2 separate regions of the Mus musculus genome follow, and region 1 is linked to region 2. A link is a contact called in public HiChIP or PLAC-seq data. All regions are on one chromosome and are shown on one strand. Each heading gives the region's core, a stretch centred on a gene start, on an enhancer-like site or on the middle of the called end of the contact. The rest is flanking DNA. Distances are from core to core; before and after follow the strand shown.

The links. HiChIP or PLAC-seq counts read pairs in DNA pulled down with a chosen protein or histone mark.
Region 1: an H3K27ac HiChIP or PLAC-seq map of embryonic stem cells shows a contact between it and region 2, with 6 read pairs. The contact joins the promoter of Clybl here to the enhancer-like site in region 2. A contact is called at or near these places in 1 of 39 promoter capture datasets (macrophages), 2 of 15 datasets of contacts at CTCF or cohesin (CD8 T cells and the G1E-ER4 cell line), 2 of 484 Hi-C or Micro-C datasets (the HPC-7 cell line and pre-B cells), 3 of 115 datasets of contacts at active chromatin or transcription factors (embryonic fibroblasts and embryonic stem cells) and 1 of 9 other capture datasets (embryonic stem cells).

What each region holds. Positions count from the first base shown.
Region 1 is chr14:122,179,140-122,183,445 of GRCm38.p6, forward strand. Clybl (citrate lyase beta like) reads left to right here and starts at 2,555. Exons shown (of 8, transcript NM_029556.3): 1 at 2,555-2,642. The coding sequence starts at 2,587.
Region 2 is chr14:122,138,751-122,142,758 of GRCm38.p6, forward strand. Tm9sf2 (transmembrane 9 superfamily member 2) reads left to right here. Exons shown (of 17, transcript NM_080556.3): 6 at 900-1,024; 7 at 2,449-2,560; 8 at 3,614-3,693. Among named protein-coding and RNA genes, the nearest start is that of Tm9sf2, 34 kb to the left of the region's middle. Within about 2 kb of position 1,436, at least 5 of the 459 cell types and tissues checked have an H3K27ac peak or open chromatin away from gene starts, as enhancers often do. A contact at or near this core is called in embryonic stem cells, where this site is marked.

The DNA.
Region 1 (4,306 bases), core at 1,305-3,804, 42 kb after region 2:
AAGTACTAGAAGAGCTATGGAGACAAAGCAGAGACCATGGCCTAGAAGGTCTACAAGGATCGGCACCGGCCTTCTGATCATAGGGGATGCTGCAGCGTGGGTTGGAAAATCATGCAGTCAGAAAATCAGACGTCAGGCCTTCCGGAGCAGAAGGGTATTTTAAAGGTTATGTAGTCTAACTTCCTCGACTTAAAGAGTGGGAGCTAAGGCCCGGCCGGCTCGCGATGTGGCCATTAGATATTCTGCATTTGGCCTAAATCTGAGAGACGTCTCTTCCTTTCTCCCCAAGGAGCCAGACGCAGCCATCACCCTTATCAAAGGCAGCGCTGGCCGGGAGCGCGGCTGGGAGGGTTTTGTATCTTAGCAGCAGGAGGCAGCAATGATCTCAGAGCCAAGTTCTATCTGTGCCACTGCTTAAAAACCATTCCACAGAACTTCTAATAGGCTTCTTTCTAAGTGCGCCATTCTGAAGTTTGAAACCAGTGACACCGGCCCGCTCAGCCTTTGAGACTCAACTTTGGTGAGAAAACCCTACATCCGGCCAGACAGCAAAAGGAAGGAAAGAATGGATTGTGATAAAGAGCCTTTGGGGTTCCTAACCAGAGAATAAAGGGCTTCATTTTCCTAATGGGTCTGCCCTTTCCCACTGGAAAGTTATTTAAATGTTACAGCAAACAGTGAGGTTGATCAGATATTTTCAGCGGGCGAATCCTAGGAGGTGTTCTGTAGAACCAATACAAAGCTAGATAGTATAAGACAAACAATGAAGGTTAATTGAGTTTTCACGATAATTACAAGGCCATGTGGTGAAAATATAACTCACTTCTATCTAGGACAAATGTATTTGTGAAACAATGCCAAGATTTCAGCCACTTAGGGCCAGGGTGTAGCTCAGTGGTAGATAGAGCTCCTGCCTGCCTGGCTGAGGCCCTAAATTCTACTCCCGAGTATATTATTAAAAAAGGCATTTAGGCCACTTAAACCTGGGCCCAGGAGGTTCTCAGATCCCTGAAGTTTTATGCCTGCTCTACTTTGCCCTGAAGTCTTTCACCCTCCCAACCCGTCTTCCCCCACTACCTCCCCTCAATCCCTCTGACCCCCTCAGGTGCAAAACTTGCAATAACTCTTTTGTGCATGTAACTGACGCCTTACGTGACTTTTATTGATAAATAAAAACTCAAGGCCGGGCGGTGGTGGCACACACCTTTAATCCAAGTACTTGGGAGGCAGAGGCAGGCAGATTTCTGAGTTCAAGGCCAGCCTGGTCTACACAGTGAGTTCCAGGACAGCCAGGGCTATACAGAGAAACCCTGTCTCAAACAACAACAACAACAACAACAACAACAAAAGTTTTAAAAACTCAAACCCCCAGACCTGTGTTTTTACTGGTGGATGGATGGCCATAGAGAAGTGTAACAGGACAAAGAGTGTGATCTAGTATCTGGAGACAGACAAAGCTTGCCTGCTCAGTCTCTTAGTACAAGATATAGATGTGTAAATTAGAGATGGAATGGGTGTTCCTGATACTGCTTTGTCTCAGGCTCCATTTTGGCGGAACAGACTGGGGCCCGCAGTGGAGACAGGAAAGTGGGATGGTCCTCACTGGGTGCAGGCAGGAGAGGTCCGGGTGGGTGTGAGGGGGCCTCACAGAGGGTTTGAACAGTCTGCCCTGTTGGTATCATAAACTAAGCGATAACTCAGTCTTGCAGATATTCGGCATCTGTGCTGCCACTCTGGCTACAAAGGACTTCTGGGGTCTTTTGTTTTTGTTTTTCGGGACAGGGTTTCTCTGTGTAGCCCTGGCTGTCCTGGAACTCACTCTGTAGACCAGGCTGGCTTCGAACGCAGAAATTCTCCTGCCTCCCAAGTGCTGGGATTAAAGGCGTGAGCCACCACGCCCGTCTGGGGTCTATTTTTTAATCCAGCTTCCGACAACGACTTTGAGTGTCAATTCAGAACAAACGGAACGTAGTGACCACCAAAATCAAAACTGCAGAGGTAGAAGACAGAGGAATGGTGGAGGGTGGAGAGTGGAAAGGACCAGACACTAGGTAGGGCACCACTGGATTAGGAAAGACGACCGATGGCAGCTTCTCTCAGTTTCCGGAGACCCGCAGGCATTGGGAAGGGGCCTGTGTGGGTCCCAAGCCTGCACCTTTTCAGGTAGAGCCCATTTGCTTTGACCACTTTTAGCTTATGCACCATCGCAGGCTCACCGACTGTGTTAGGGGCACGTTGATAATAAAAACAGCAAAAAAGCCCCTCGGAAACCTAAATCTTCTCTGCCAGAGAAAACCCAAGTTTCTCTAACTCGTTTCAGAAGCGGGCGGAGCATTGGGTCACCAAAGCCTCCGCGCAGAGCCGCGCAGGGCTCGCAGAGGATTGGAGTGGCTAACGAGGGCGGGCGTGGTTTTGGAAAGAGAAGCGTTGCATGGGGCCTCGCCAGCAGAAGCAAGGTGGGGCTGAGTCTGGCTGGACTGGCCTGGGCTGTGGCAAGCGGGGGGCCGGGCTAAGCCTGGTAGGGCGGGCGTGGCCGAATCCAGCTAGGCGGGGCGAGGGCGGGGCGTAGGCGGGCCAGTCGGGAAGATGGCGTTGTGCGTGCTGCGGAACACGGTTCGTGGAGCGGCGGCGCTGCCCAGGCTGTGAGTTCAGGTTCTCTGTCCCCGCCACGCGGCGAAGGCGGTAGCCAGAGTGGTCTCTGGAGCCTGCATGGGCACTCTAGCCCGATACCTCTGTGCCTCCGGTCCTTGACCTCTGCCAAGGTCGCTGCGGCTGCTGCCTCCCAGTGGGAGGGCTTTGCGTGGACCCGGGCAATGGGTACAAACGTTACTGGGTTGGCAGGGCTGTCAGCATCTGGCATGTACCGCGCTAACTTAGGGGCGCTCTGGAGTAGCTGAGACGCTCACCCCACCTATGTGAAGCACAGTGGTTCCCAAATGTTGTTCTCTGGACCCACTTACCCAACCAAGAATGACTGAGGGTTCCAAAAAGCTTTTGCCAAAATCTGCTCATGAAAAACACTGAATTTTTTTTAGGTGAAAAGAGCATATATTTTGAAGTTTTCTTTGGTTTAACAAGAGACTTTAAGTCTTACGTCATCAGCTTTGGAGTAGATATTTGAAAAGAATTCCATGACTTGGGGAGTGGAGGCAGGAGGACGCAGGTTAAAGGCTACACTTAATCTACATAGCAAGTTTGAGGCCAGCCTGGCCTACATAGCAATACTAGTTGGTAAAGGAACTGTAGATTGTCACAAACAGTGACCCTCCCTCATGACACTTGCCTATCTGTTAACTGCACGTGTCCTGAGTTCTCCTTTAAGGTGTCTTGCCTATTGTGAGGAAACAGGATCAGAGACTGTCTCAAAGTCCCACGGAGCGATGGAGCCAGAGTTCACAGTTTAGCGTTTTTTACATCTTTTGTGTTGTGCTTCATGATTTACCCCAGACCCATGACAGGACCCATATGGTCTTAGGCACCTCATTTTCTCATCTGTGGCCTTGCACCCTGGCTGGAGGAAAATCACTCCTGGAACCTGAGTGGTGGTAAGGGAGGGGTCCTGGGCCAGCCCAGAGATTCCGTTTCTGAAGTGTGAAAGGACCAGTCCTGACCGCACACAGTCACCACTTCTAATAGGCTTGGAGCTTAGTGTAAACTCCTTTTTATCACCACCACCCTGCCCCCCATACCATGCATCATCTCTATCAAGGGCAGGTACTTGGCTTTAGTGAGCCAATTGTGCTAGTGTGGTCCTAGTAAACCCACCAGAGGATGTAAGTGCTGTCTGGGACCAGTAGGCTACTTCTGGAGGCTCCTTGCTTATTTTCAGAGTGTCTGAACCATTGCTGAGCACGCAGGGGCCATTCAAGACCAGAAATCCTGATCCCTGTTTCTGACCCACCAGCGTTTGCCCTGAGCTCTAGACTGTCATGTTATTCATGCAGTTCTCTGTGGCCATGCTGGATGTATATGAATTACTCCGCTTTCAAGGAAGGGAGCATAACTCACTTGACAGAGCCAAGAAATATAGATGGGAACACACACACCTATCAAAGTTGCTACATAGAACCATCTGTAGCTATTTCTCAAGCTACACATGAGTCCTTAGGACGCTTCCAGGTCTAACACATCACTCAGGGAGCAGTCTAACTTCTTCCTGAGGCTTGTCAGTAAAGCACCGGCCCAACTGTAAGGAAGCTCCTGCTGTCTACCACGCAGGCACTTAATTGTTCAGTCCTAGCAAGCATATGATTTATTAGCCCACACCCATTGGGAAGATGTCCACCCACTAGAAGACAGTGCTTAG
Region 2 (4,008 bases), core at 186-2,685:
GGATCTCGTGGAGAAGGAGATGACTGACTCCCTGAGCTTGTCCTCTGGCCCCCATACATGTGTGCACACATACAAAATAAAAATACAGCCTGTAAAAAGTTACATCTGTAAACCTTGTTATAGAGAAAACATAAAAGTATTAAGGAAAAGTAAGAAAAACTTCTAAGAATAGGAGCAGCACTGCAGGAGAAATGTCTGACGCATAAATCGTAATTAAGAGCATGTAGACACTGGAGAGTTAGAAGGGTGTCTCTAAGTTTGTAAATTTGTATCGCAGAAATTTCAGAATACACTTTTTATCAAACCTGTTTTTCTTTGAAGCCTTGCTTTTATGTATGAAGAAAATGTTAGAAGAGACAATATAGAATTGTTATTAAGATCAACACATAATAGTCACTAATTTTGTATTACTTTGTTATTACTAATATTGGGCGTATAAGGTTTCCATATACCCAGGCAACCTGATTCACTCTCTCACTGATGTGATCTAAGTTAACATCATCTCCTTAGTTCATGAGCCCTCGTGTGAGAGTTGAGAAGCTTAGGTTGTTACTTGTAATCCTGAACAGTTTTACAAAATTTTAGAAAGGTTTGCTTAAATATGGGCAGTTTAACATATTTATAATGTCACTTCTTTTTTTTTTAACATATTTTAAGTAAAAGCTAGAAAATATTACTTAATCTTTTAAGCAGATATTTATTAATTTTATGAAAAAATTAAAACCTTGGCATTAATTTGGCTTATGAGGACCTCTACCTTAAAACTTAGCATTGTAATGGGGAAGAAATAAAATTCCATCTGAATTTAAGTGTCTATTTGTTACTATAGCAGTTTGTGGAACACTGTGCTTGGTTGTCCTGTAGCTGTGTTGTGTGTTTAACTAAGTTCTGTTTCACAGTCAGAATTCCACGAGAGAGACACTTTCTACATCTTCAATCATGTTGACATCAAGATATATTATCATGTTGTTGAAACTGGGTCTATGGGAGCAAGATTAGTGGCTGCTAAACTTGAACCAAAAAGGTAAATATAGAAGAAGGTTTAAAACAACAAACAACCCTATTGCAGCCAGGTGTGGTGGCTCATACTTACAATCCTAGCACTTGGGGAGCCTGAGGCAGGAGGATTACAGTGAGTACAAGGCTGGCCTAGGTTACATTGTGAGTTCCAAGCTAGCCTGCCCCAAAGAGTGAGATTATGTACCTCAACCCTCCTAATAAACAAATATAAGTAAAACCTAGGTCCAAAGGGGAAGTGTATTTTGAGATTAAGTAGTTTATTACTTAACCATAATTCTGACATTTGCAGATTAATTACAGTGAAAACTCCTGTCAGTGAGTGAAGTTTGTGTGGTTGGTTTGGTTTGTAGGCTGCTCAGAGACAGCAGTGGTTCGTTTCTGTAATGGGAGTGGTCAGATTGCCTTGCCTTTGCATTTTGCTTTGTTTTCCATTCAGGAATTTTCACAGCCTTTTGGTTTGTTATAGGCACAATGTCTCCTTTGTAGTGGAAAGAACATCTTTTCATCAACAGGTGGCTTTGCTGCTCAGAGGCTCATGTGGCTGTTGGTCCTGTCATTTTAAAGTCTCCATGCCAGGGAGACTTTTTGCAAAGGCATCTTTTGAGGTTGTCAAGGTGTTTTCTTGAAAATACCTGTTTTGAGCCAGGCCTGTTGGAGCCTGCTGTTTCCAGCACTCAGGACACAGAGGCAGGCAGATCTCTGAGTTCCAAGACAACCAAAGCTACACAGAGAACCCCTGTTGTGAGAGGTGGGAGGGAGGAGGCAGATAGACGAGAATGAACTTGTTTTGGTTGTGGGTTGTATTTTTTCCACTTTTTTTGCCACCGAATTAGCCATGCTACATTCCACATTACTGGTGTACATGACATACTAAGATGACAATTAAATTAAACTCCCTCTGTGGTTTCATAAGATTGACTGGGTGCAGTGGTGTATGCCTGTAGTCCCAGCAGGAGGGTCTTTGAGTCCAGACATGAAGCCCAGAATAAGCAGCATGGCGAGACCCTATCTTAAAGGAGGAGTGGGCTTCAGTGTTCTTTTAAATGCAGCGGTCAGACTTTTTGCTTATAGTTGAGTATGTAACTAATCATTTCTGTGACATAAATGTTTATGTTACGAAGTGTGACATGAGGACCAGGGAGATGACTCTGCTGTAAATCTGTTTTCCAAGTAACCCTCAGTTCAAGCCTCTTACCCCACAGTAGGAGGAGAGGCCCAGTGCCTCAAGGGCCCCACAGCCACTGTACAAGTGCATGCACACACCCACACAGAGTCAGATTTGAGACAAATTTTGTAATGTGGTTTGAATGTTGTCACTTTTAATGTTTAGCTGCATTGTAAAATATAGAGAAAATTTATGACCTGTATTTTACCTCATTTTCTAAACTGAACTTTTTTATTATCTTGCCAAAATGTATCTTCCCACAGCTTCAAGCATACCCACATAGATAAACCAGACTGCTCTGGACCTGCCATGGATATAAGCAACAAGGCTTCAGGAGAGATCAAAATTGCCTATACTTATTCTATTAGTTTTGAGGTGAGTTTGTTTTTTAATGTTCAGTATAATTCAGACATTGATTTTAAACATGTAGAACTTAATCTAATTAAAAATACTAATGATCAAGTCTATCAAGTACATAAGCTTTTAATGAGCTGCTTTTTAAAACAGCCTGTCAATGCACCAAACAACATAATCATTCCTAAAACTAAGTCGTAATCGAGGTGAAAAAAATGCATAATTTGAAGAATTGTGCTTCGTGTGTTACAACCGAGAGATAGCATATGAGACAAGCTGCAGGAATCGACAGAGGTGGTGATATGAAATGTCAGACATGCCAGAAGTCATGGAAAACACCATCATTTTTTGCAATCAGCATGAGGGTATCAGTTTAAATGGAGAGTTTCATGTTGGTTTTCTTAAAATATTAAGAAATGTTTTTTTGTTAATAGAGAAGTCGCTTAGGAAAGAAAACATGATCATCAAAAGTGTGGGGCGTGTTCCATCTCTGCTTTAAAGGTTTTGCCTTGACTTAGCTAATATTGTTGTGATGTCTAGTGTCCCCTGTGTAGTATTTAAATTTCCAGGCAAACATGTGAACAGTGTGTGTCTGTAGGTGAGACTAAGTAGCATTTTCCAGATGTCCCTTGCATCTGGATTATAACTGAGCTTTACTGGTCATCCCATGGCTACAATGTCGAGAAGAGCTCATTCTGTTTGGTTATTTTCTCAAATTAAATATAGCTCTAAGTTTTGGTATTGAAAATCTACTTGTACTAGCTATAATTTAGAGCTGAACTTTTAAAAACCACAAACATGTAAGAATTGCTCTAACTGTTGCCAGGCCTCTTGGGATTGATTGGGTTTTTGTTGTTGTTGGGTTTTTTGTTGTTTGTTTTGTTTAATTTACTTCTTAGTTTCATTCTGATTTGCACTAGACTTGCATAAATATGAAACTACCTCATTCTCACTAGTAATCCAGATATTACTGTTAAGATTAGAGGTGTTGACTGAATAGGAGTGGCCTGTTGAAGAGAATTTTCTTATGTACTTGGTCAGAAGATGCTCAGAGTTTCTTTTATCCCTCTCCAGGAAGAGAAAAACATCAGATGGGCGTCTAGGTGGGACTATATTCTGGAGTCTATGCCTCACACCCATATTCAGTGGTTTAGGTAAGAGTGCAGTTTGTGTGCCTTTGGCTTTCCGCTTGCTCTGCCTTGTCCCTGTGAGCATTTCCTCTCACTCTGACCCTGTTCAGTGAGTTCAGTAGCCCAGACCACAGTTCAGATCCTGATTAAGCCAGTGGTTCTCAATCTTCCTAATGCAGTGTTCCTTTAATGCAATTCTTCATGTTTCGGTCCTCCCCCCCCCCCCCGTTATAAAATTATGTTTGTTGCTACTTCATAACTGTAATTTTGCTATGGTTATAAATTGTAATGTAAATGTTTTTAGAGAGGAGGGCTTATCAAAGGGGTCACGACCACAGG